3 separate regions of the Sus scrofa genome follow, and all the other regions are linked to region 2. Evidence: chromatin contacts called from public HiChIP or PLAC-seq data. All regions are on one chromosome and are shown on one strand. Each heading gives the region's core, a stretch centred on a gene start, on an enhancer-like site or on the middle of the called end of the contact. The rest is flanking DNA. Distances are from core to core; before and after follow the strand shown. Region 1 overlaps C10H9orf3 (aminopeptidase O). Region 2 overlaps C10H9orf3 (aminopeptidase O). Region 3 overlaps C10H9orf3 (aminopeptidase O).

Evidence for each region. HiChIP or PLAC-seq counts read pairs in DNA pulled down with a chosen protein or histone mark.
Region 1: an H3K27ac HiChIP or PLAC-seq map of alveolar macrophages shows a contact between it and region 2. The contact joins two enhancer-like sites. A contact is called at or near these places in 1 of 47 Hi-C or Micro-C datasets (embryonic fibroblasts) and 1 of 2 datasets of contacts at active chromatin or transcription factors (alveolar macrophages).
Region 3: a contact with region 2 is called in an H3K27ac HiChIP or PLAC-seq map of alveolar macrophages. The contact joins two enhancer-like sites. A contact is called at or near these places in 2 of 2 datasets of contacts at active chromatin or transcription factors (alveolar macrophages and skeletal muscle).

What each region holds. Positions count from the first base shown.
Region 1 is chr10:27,408,321-27,411,419 of Sscrofa11.1, forward strand. C10H9orf3 (aminopeptidase O) reads right to left here. Exons shown (of 19, transcript XR_002336299.1): 3 at 44-210. Among named protein-coding and RNA genes, the nearest start is that of C10H9orf3, 62 kb to the right of the region's middle. Within about 2 kb of position 1,846, at least 4 of the 83 cell types and tissues checked have an H3K27ac peak or open chromatin away from gene starts, as enhancers often do. A contact at or near this core is called in alveolar macrophages, where this site is marked.
Region 2 is chr10:27,186,819-27,189,988 of Sscrofa11.1, forward strand. The region is part of intron 12 of C10H9orf3 (aminopeptidase O); the gene reads right to left. Among named protein-coding and RNA genes, the nearest start is that of MIR23B, 110 kb to the left of the region's middle. Within about 2 kb of position 1,788, at least 37 of the 83 cell types and tissues checked have an H3K27ac peak or open chromatin away from gene starts, as enhancers often do. A contact at or near this core is called in alveolar macrophages, where this site is marked.
Region 3 is chr10:27,359,160-27,362,555 of Sscrofa11.1, forward strand. All of the region lies in intron 5 of C10H9orf3 (aminopeptidase O), which reads right to left. Among named protein-coding and RNA genes, the nearest start is that of C10H9orf3, 110 kb to the right of the region's middle. Within about 2 kb of position 1,587, at least 8 of the 83 cell types and tissues checked have an H3K27ac peak or open chromatin away from gene starts, as enhancers often do. A contact at or near this core is called in alveolar macrophages, where this site is marked.

The DNA of each region.
Region 1 (3,099 bases), core at 596-3,095, 220 kb after region 2:
ATGTGTGCAATACATAAAGAAGCACAGAACACATGTACAGTACCTTCCCGAAGCTGTGTTGGCTTGGCAGAATTCTCCCCACTCGTTAAAACAACAAAAGATGCAGCTGCTCGAACTGTAGCCTGCCATGTTGACATGGCAACGGGTGGCTCCTGGCATGGAAAAAGGGCCCTGTTGTTTATGGGAGATCCCATAGTATAAACACATGGCCTGCAGAAGAAAGACAAAGAAACAAAGGAGAAGAATCTTTAAAACGAGTTGTCACTTTTCTCACCACCATGGTAGTGAAGGTTAAGTTGCGCTTTCAAAGAGAAAATAGCGGAGGCTTTGTAGTTGACTAGTTTCAAAGCATCTTGAATTGAAACTGCCAAGGGCTGGCTATGTGAATAGCGGAGTGGTAACTTCTCCCAAATGAATTACTTAACTATATAAAGAGAGTTGTTTTGTTTTGTTTTGTTTTAAAGGGGAAAAATATTTTTTGGATGAAGTTTTAAATACTAGTCTGCCAAGTTAAAATTTATATTACCCTTGCCCCTCCCCTTAGGCCCTTAAGCCTTCAAAAGAGAAAAAGTTTTAGGGACATTCTTATGAACCGTTTGGAAAATATTCTGGAAAAGAAAACATGTTTAGGCGATCACTGAGATATTAATGCTTAGAAAAACAAGCTGGTGGTCTCAAATCCAGGGCTGGCAGGCAGATACCCCCAATCTTGGAAACCACCATCGCCAATGGAACCCTTGTGGGAATCCTTGTGTGGAGGCCAAGAACAAGGGTTGGCATATAAACAGGCGCGTAGGTCGCAACAACCAGGCTTGTGACGGGAAGGCCAAGGATAGAGCTGTTAGCAAAGCAAGTGCAGGAAACCAATGGCATGACGTTAGGCCTCATTCTGCTACAATTAAAAAATACAGACCCACCCATATCAAGGACAACCCCTTCCATGATTAAGTCACGGCCAGAGATAGAAAACAAAAAAATTTATGAGATGAGAGAGGTCTGTTCTTCCGACACTAGGGTGTAGGAGGCACGGACTGGCCCGGAGGAAGATGCCTTAGGAAAGTATTTCTACTTTTTGCTTTTCAGGGTTATGGCAAACCTGATATAGTTTTAATTGGCTTGTTTTATAGAGTAAATATTAGGGCAGAACACTACCTCTCTTGCAACTGGTTTTCCTTTTTTGTTAACGTTGTTACGACGAAACCTCTCTTGTGTTCTTACCGTGTGCAAGAACAGGGAGAATGATGGCCCCGCTCCTTCAGTTGGGGTCCAGGAAGGAAAAGAGAAACCTGGTCTAGGTCTTTTCATACAGGGAACTGGTTATACAAGTTACAGAAGAGTTGAGAAGCCAAACAGGGGACAATGAGGCAACCGAGAGATTAGCCACAGTGGTAAGTAGCTGTGACTCCACAGGTTGGAGGAGCTGGCGTTACTGGGTGTTACAGGCTTACAGCATCAGGGGTCATTGGGCGGAAGCCAGAGTCACCGTGGGAAGGTCCGGCGGGCGCTGGGACCAAAGGAGACTCATCATTGCTAGAGATGCACAAAAGAAGCAGAGAGGGGAGAGAAAATACCTTGTTTCTCCCCACCTCCTGCTCTCAAATGTTCCACCAGTGCCCTGCATTGGCCAAAACTGGCAGGAAGCCAAAGGCAAGGAAGCCTGGGAGAGGAGGTTCCTTGTCATTCAAAGAAAACAATAAGAGCCGAAAATGGACCTTACAGCAGACATGCAGTTGCAGTCTACCTCCTAGAAATGTATATGCTGTGATGATGCACAGGTTTGACATGAGACGGGGAAAGAAGTTTAGAAATTCAGACTTGGGTCCTGGCTGAATTACCGACTCACTAAATGGCCATGGGAAAGTCCCTTGACCACTCTGAGTCACATGCTAAATGGGGATGAAGGGCAGGACTTCTACTGCCTGTTGTGGTCTCTAAATCTATAGGATTCTGTGTTCCAGAATCATCGAGCCAAGAGCAAAGACAAATTTTTACGGAAGGCCCAGAATGTTCCATCAGTTTCAATGAGTGCTGAGCTCCACCCTGGTCTCCTTAGATCCTCGGTTAATTGATGAGCCTTGGTTAACTCTCCAGCCTCAGGCTGCCTGAGACCCTAAGGACAAAGCCCCCTAAAGCCACCTTCTTCCAGATGGGGCTGCTGGTGATGGATGGGTACTGGTGGGGGGAGCTTTAGCAGCTCACATAGCTCAGGTATATGGGGTCAAGGTATGCCTAGTTCTGAAAAATTCACCTGCTTTTTTCCCTCAAAGGCCCATCTTAGAGAAGGATCCCAAGAAGAAAAGTATCATTAGTGGAAAGAGAGTAAGTATGTTGCCATTGTCTACATGGCACGTGTAATGCCTCTCCCTTTGACAATGACTAATGACATTGAGAATCAAGGTTTTCTTTCTCAACGAAGCAGAATGGACCCCACAGCTTGAGCTCTAGGAATCCACTTCCACTCTAAGTAGACTTGTCCTTTTTTTTTTTTTTTTTTTCTGTATTTTCTGTGGCCGCACCCATAGCATATGGAGATTCCCAGGCTAGGGGTCCAATTGGAGCTACAGCTGCCGGCCTACACCAGAGCCACAGCAACGCCAGATCCGAGCCTCGTCTGTGACCTACACCACAGCTCATGGCAACACCGGATCCTTAACCCGCTGAGCGAGGCCAGGGATTGAACCCGCAACCTCATGGTTCCTAGTCAGATTTGTTAACCACTGAGGCACGATGGGAACTCCTCTAAGTAGACTTGTTGAATTAAACCTATTTGTGATGCTTACAGGGAAGTGGGAGGCCTCTGCCTAGAGATATCCTAAGACCTTCTCTGCCTCATGCAAAGGGGGCGCTTATCCCATATTGTGGTCTCAAGTCCCAGGGTGCTTAGGCCACTCTGAAAGTATCTGTGCTGTCTTGCTTTTGAACGCAGCACACTTCCCTAGGGTGACCCTGGTGGTTACAGGCTTTCCCTTTCATGCACAGGGAACAAATCCTCCCCAAAACACTAGCTTGCCAGGGTGTGTACTCCCCTTCTCCCTATAAGGTGGGTTGGAAACCTTGCTGGCATATTATCATGCATTCTGCTTGTTCCCTTAGGTATGC
Region 2 (3,170 bases), core at 538-3,037:
TAATGAAAAAAGGGGGGAGGTGTTAGGAAAGGAAAGAAAATTATAAATGTAATAAATATGTACAAAAGATATCAGGCAATGTGAGCAGAAAAATCCAAGAAAGGGAGGAGTCAGAGAGTTCTGTAACAACTAAAATAAGAAAGTACTGGAGAAAGGCTGGGGGGAGAAGTTACTTCTAATGTATTTGCATATAAATGTTTAAAAAGGGATTGGAATATATGGACATATGGGCTGGTGGGTGGTGGGAGGAAATCTTTGGGTCGTGAAATCAAAATCTATTTATAGAACTTTCAAATTAGCAAAATGGGCAACTTTCTTGGAAATAATGTAAACTACATTAACAATTGGGAGGGTCTGAGTAAATTAAATTATGGTACCACTTATTAGAAAGCTATGTAGCTGTTAAAAATGATTGCTCTTCAATTATATCAAGGGACACGGGAAACTGCTTAAGACACATTTTTAAATGAAAAATAAGATAATGAGATTCCAAATGTGTTTAAAAAGGATATGCACCTACATAATGTATAGCACAGAAAATGTGTGTGCAAGGCATATACCAAGCATAGATTATCTCTGCAGAGTAAGACTGAAAGGGACAAGGGCTTTTATGTTTTTTTACTCTGCTACTGCCTGAACTTGCTACAGAAAACATATTATTTTTAATTTTAAAAAGGGAGAAAAAAGGGTAAACTACATTCATACATTCAAAAAAATGACTGACAGGATTTCTATCAAAAATTATCTCTGGGGACATTCCCTGGTGCTCAGAGGGTTAAGGCTCTGGGATGGTCACTGCTGCGACTCTGGTTACAGCTGTGGCATGGGTTTGATCTCCAGCCTGGAAACTTCTGCATTTTGGCATGTGAGGGTTTCTAGGCTTGGGGTCAAATTGGAGCTGCAGCTATAGGCCCACACCACAGCCAAAGCAATGCCAAATCTGAGCAGCATGTGCGACCTACTCCACAGCTCCAGGCAACGCTGTACCCTTAACCCACTGAGTGAGGCCAGGGATCAAACCCGCATCCTCATGCACACTACGTCAGGTTCTTAACCCTCTGAGCCACATCGGGAACTCTGCTGAGTCGTTTTATTTTTATTTTCTTATTGAAACTTTTTTATATTTCAATATATAATACTTCTATTATCAGAAAAAAAGTCATACAAGGAAATAATCTATCATACCAATGGTGCAATCAGTTTTAAGACTGTTTGCAGAGCCAAAGGTTATAGGGTTGGGTGTTTCTTTAAAGAGGTTTGGATCCAATTTCTTTTACTTCTTTGGGGCTCGTGCTTACTTTTTATTGCTGCTGAAGCTATTTCCATATTAAAAAAATGATTTCCATTCAGCGTGGCCAAAAAGGAAAATGGAGGCCAACCTCGAGGCAAGCTTTCCTGAGAGAAGACAAAAAGCCTCTGTAACCTGTGGAATGAAAACTTCACCAGCAGAACGTGACTCTTTTGTCGTGAGTGACTTCAGTTGCTGGTGGACAGAAATTTTTAACGAGAACAAAGAGCGTCGGAGCGATTTCGGTGCTCTGGTTGTCATTCCAGACCAAACACACCGGTAACTTTATATTATAATGATGGGGACAAAGAACAAGGGGTCCCATTCACTGTGAGGTTCCCATAACAAGAGGGTGCGGACTCCTTCTCTGAAGGCTGGAGACGAGAAGGAACTTGGGGAGTTGGAAAAGGGCTGCGAGCAGGCAACTCTTCAGCAAGCCACATAAATTACGGCAGCGAATGGGTGACGAGATGAAGGGACACGCCCTCTGATCATTCGCCAATGGGAAGATGCGCACTCAATCAGGGGCTTTTCTGTCTGACGCTGTTGTTTTTACCGAACAGTTAAGCACCCGAGGAAATACCAGTTGGGTCTTAAAGACAATTTATAGCCGGGCCGGCCTCCCTGCACCTGGCTGTGTTTTGACAGCAGGTTTCGTCAGTTTATAGTGGAGATTCTTGTCTACGTTATAAGCTGTCGCTAATGCAACGAGACCTTTGGAAAAAATGTACCGCTCAGAGGCAAATTTCCCCCTTCCACGCACCCCTCCCCCTTTTAATGAAAAGCAAAAGCCTCCTGCTGGTGGCGAAGCCTCCTCTTCTTCCGGGGAAATTACAGAGCCTTCTGGGAGCCAGAGGGTCAGCCCCAGTGCTACAACCCGGGAGGGGTGCGCCTGCTCCCGGGTACTCTATTAAGGACTCTTTCTTTTCTCTGCCCTAGGGGCTCACTGCTGAACACAGGGGTCTTGTTGTTCTGGGCCAGGAACTTTGGGATGCTGCTGTTTGGGCTCCCACCTCTTCCCAGCTTCCAGGCCACGCTCAGAATGTCTGGGAGCCTTGCAACAGTCGGGCCTAGGAACACCAGGCCAGGGGGATCGCCACCCCTCACCCCCATGGAAAACAAGAAGTGCAAGGCTTGGCTATTTAGGGTGACACAACTCTTAACTTTGTTTCCCTGGCATTTCTGCACTCGCTAGGGGTCTGGTTTGGAAGCCAGGCTTTCGAAATCACAGGAGCTCATTATAATATACATGAGTTGAAAGCATGGCCTCCCAGGACCAGGTGCCTGCCTTATTCCACTTGTTCTGTTCTGCACGTTTGGGACACAGGATTTTATTCTTTTTGGTTCCCAGAAGGATGGGGCCCAACCAGTAAGTTTTAACAGGTGACACGCATTCCTGAACCAAAGGCAATGCGACCTTTTCAGGAATGAGCTCACAGTGGCTGGTGGCCCACATTTTCCCCTGTGTGGTAGAACAGGACAAAGATGCAAGGAGACGGATGAAAAGGTAATGGAGAACAGCCCCTCCTGTTCCTTAATTTCATGGTTCACAGACATTCATTGACATTCAGACACTCCCAAGGGGAAGCTCATATGACCAGCCGTGAAACCAGAAACGAGCAGGCTAACCAGGCTGCTTGCCTGGGCTCAGGGCAAAGTTTTTCACCACCGTGGGGGTCCCCTCCCAGACACTAGAGACCCCACGATGAGGGGGCTGCAGCTGCTCAAGGGGGCCAGCCCAGGCTGGAGAAGCTCCAGGGTCCTCTGACCAGCCTCACCCAAGATACCCCAGTCCAACTTCCCAGGGCCCCGGCTCCAGCCAGGGTCAGTTCCCCAGGCTGCCCTTCAGGGTCTAGGAAGCATGAGAGCCTGGGAGAGTCGG
Region 3 (3,396 bases), core at 337-2,836, 170 kb after region 2:
TCGGCAAGCAATAAACTTTCTCTCATCACCATTGCGACTCCTGTACACATTCTTTCTCTCACTTTATAAATAGCAACTGAATGTCATCTACCTGCCTGGTACCGTGTAGTATGCTGGTTGCCATACGATTCAATGTCAGGTGAATATTTCTCATAGGTAGTGTTTTTTCATTCCAAAGGCATGGCTTCCATAAACTGGCATCTTGGCAATGTCCCCAGATTCTCATTAAGAGCAATGAGTACATGAAAACCCTGGCCTTGAAACAAAATCCAAGTTAGATTTCCCTGGTTCTGAAGTTACTAGGAAATTCTGGTGAATACTCCAAATTGGAATGGATAGTACTTAAAAATTCACCGCCACTAGAGAGCCAACATTATTGCTCACTCTACGCCTCCTTCTGTTCAGTCTGCCATGGAAACCCAGGTCAGGGTTGGGATGAGGGTGGGGAATGACACTGGGGAGGGCCCTGGGGACACCCAACTTTCCTAGGGGGCTCATCAGTTAAGAGACTTCATTAGATACTCCAGGGAATCGAGCTTAGGAGAGCTAACAGTCTCTTGGAGGGGTATGTTAGAATCCAAATGGAATCAAAGAACTTGGAAAAGTAGTTAAATAGGATGAATTTTCAGGAACACATACAGACCAGTGTGAAGTAAGGAATGACTAACCGTGTGTTAGTAAAATAGTAAAAGGGCACTACAATGACATAAATGGAAAGTGAATCAGGTGCCCAGCACAACTGTGAGAGTTAACTATACGACTCTGTGATTGGTGAATGAAATCATGGCACAGTCAGAGAGCAGGGTTGAATGTCAGCTGTCTCTTATGGGAAAGACAGAGAATCATTCTTTTCTGAGTTTCCTCATCTACCAAATGCCAGGAATAAGAGCCTCTTACCCTGCAAAGGCTATAAGGCTTAAATGGGACAATACGTGGAATGTCCTCAGCCTAGACCTAGGCCGAGAATTAAGAGCACCATAAATGGATCCTATGTTCACCACAGAGACACCTTTGCAGTATCCTGTGCCTGCTTTTGGACTTTTCAACATCGGAGGGATGGAGAGAACTAAAACTGATCCAGAAGAAAGCAACTGAGATAATTCAAGAAAAGGAAAAGAGAAAGTATAATAAGGAACTCAAAAATGTTGGGATTATCTAGCCTAGAAAAGCAAAAGCTGGAAGGCTTAGTATCAAAGCAAATAAGCAAATAGAACACCCCCTTGTTCCGGATGCTTCTGCTGCTGGAGTTAGACTTTGGGGGAAGGTGTGCTATTAAGTAAGAGGAGCAAGGGTCAGCTATAAGAAAGGACTTCCTCGTAATTTCTTTTTATGAAGAGTCATTACACTTGGCCTTAGAGACCAGACAAGCACAAGTCTATTTCCCACCAGATGAGGCATTCATTGGAAAGTACAAGAAAAATATCCCTCCAGCTCCTGCTTCAGCTTTTAACAAGATCGTCCCATCCCTCAAGGGGTCCAGGGTCCTGCCGGGGGGCGGGGGGAGGTGACACAAATGACCAGCAGCTCCAATCACTTCCTCTCTGAGACTCTGAGCCCTTCTCTGATGGTGCTCTTTGTTCCCCCTAAGTGATGACTGTTCTGCTCCACTAGTGTGGGGATCACTGTATCCTGTGTGTGTGTGTCTGTCTGTCTGTCTACAGGAAGTAACTACCAGGAGGTCAACAGGCTGGATGCTACGGTTTGTGTGTGCACGCGCAGAGTGCAGAGGTCTACAGCTTATATTAATTTTGTATCCACTAAAGTGGCTGCCCTTCAGAGACTTAAAAAAATAATTTGCCATGCTGGTGAAACATTTTCCAAATGTGTTCTTTAGTGTCATGCCTTATCAAGGCTGAGATAAATCATGTCTATTGCTTGCCTCCCATTGATGTTACCAAAAAAAATTAGATTACTCTGGCCAACATGAAACCATAATGGAGTAGCAGGCTGGGCCCTGCCTCCTATTTAAAATTGAGTTTGAGGTGATACGCTCTGGAATTATGTGGGAAGTGGTACATGGATATTCAACTGAGCTCTAAAAAATGTTTCAGGAGTTCCCCTTGTGGTTCAGTGGGTAATGAATCTGACTAGTATCCATGAGGATGCAGGTTGGATCCCTGACTTCCCTGAGTGTGTTAAAGATCTGGCGTTGCCGTGAGCTGTGGTGTGGGTCTCAGACGCAGCTCGAATCCCGTGTTGCTGTGCCTGTGGTGTAGGCCGGTGGTTACAGCTCCGATTGGTTCCCTAGCCTGAGAACCTCCATATGCCACGGCTGCGGCCCTAAAAATACACACACAAAGAAATGTCTCAGCAACTCTGCCACGATTCAACCAATTCCTTGAAGAGCCTGGAAATTCAGAAACATTTGGTTGTTTCCATAACCCACTACTTTTACTTCCCTTTCTATGTTTTCTGTATTCAGATCACGCTTGGCCTTCTGCCTAAGTCTGAAGATTAAGACCATTAAAAAAAATCTCTGTCTTCTCAACATCCTCCTATTTAAAAAAAGAGATAGCATTAGCTTTCCCCTTCATTTTTTCCTCAGTGTGATTCAAGAAGATTTTCCTGTTTCCTCCTTCACATTTTCTGATTTGAAACCTACGCAAAGGCATTATTTTGTAAGACCAGTTGCTGGCCTTTTGGTCTGAGCTCAGCACAGCCTCTTGATGGCCTACCTCTGGGGTACATGCTCTGCTCCTAGAAGCCCAGCTGCAGGTCTCCACACCAGCTAGTACCATTCACTCATCGCCAGGGCACAGCCTAAACAAATAAAACTGATGGCTCGAATTGTGTAAAATGATATCCAGTTCTCTTGACCAGAAAATCTGGCACTTCTTATAAAAATATCAAATACGTGGGTTCGTTTTTAAGAAAGACATTCTCTTTAAACTTCTCAAGTTATGGAGAATAGGATAAACACAATTTCACAGTCATTAAAATGAATGAAATCCAAAGAACAAGATCATTACAAAACTACTGAAAAGGAGATCACTGGGGCTTCCACGTGGTTTAGGAGATGAGGACTTGGCCTAAATAAGCAAGAGCTTCATGATGATGCATCAGGTTTACCTATGTCACTGCCATCCCTGCTTCACTGCATGGAGGTTCCTTCAAGTCTTGGTGAGCCATGCCCACGTGCTGATGTTCGATTGCTTTGGAAATTCCCCCAAACTGAAATTGCATGTGTTTCCATGTATAAAGTGGGGGACAAAGGAGATGCAGGCACACTCCCACTTCCCACAAGATGGCAGGCAACTTAACAGACTCTCTGTGCAAGGTACTGACTCTTTAGAATGCACCAAATGCGCTCATGCAACACTGTTTATAAAGTAAAACACTGGGAAAAATTCAAAAGATCTGGAAAAAATTAAAAAATGAGAAAACTCGGGGGAGGGA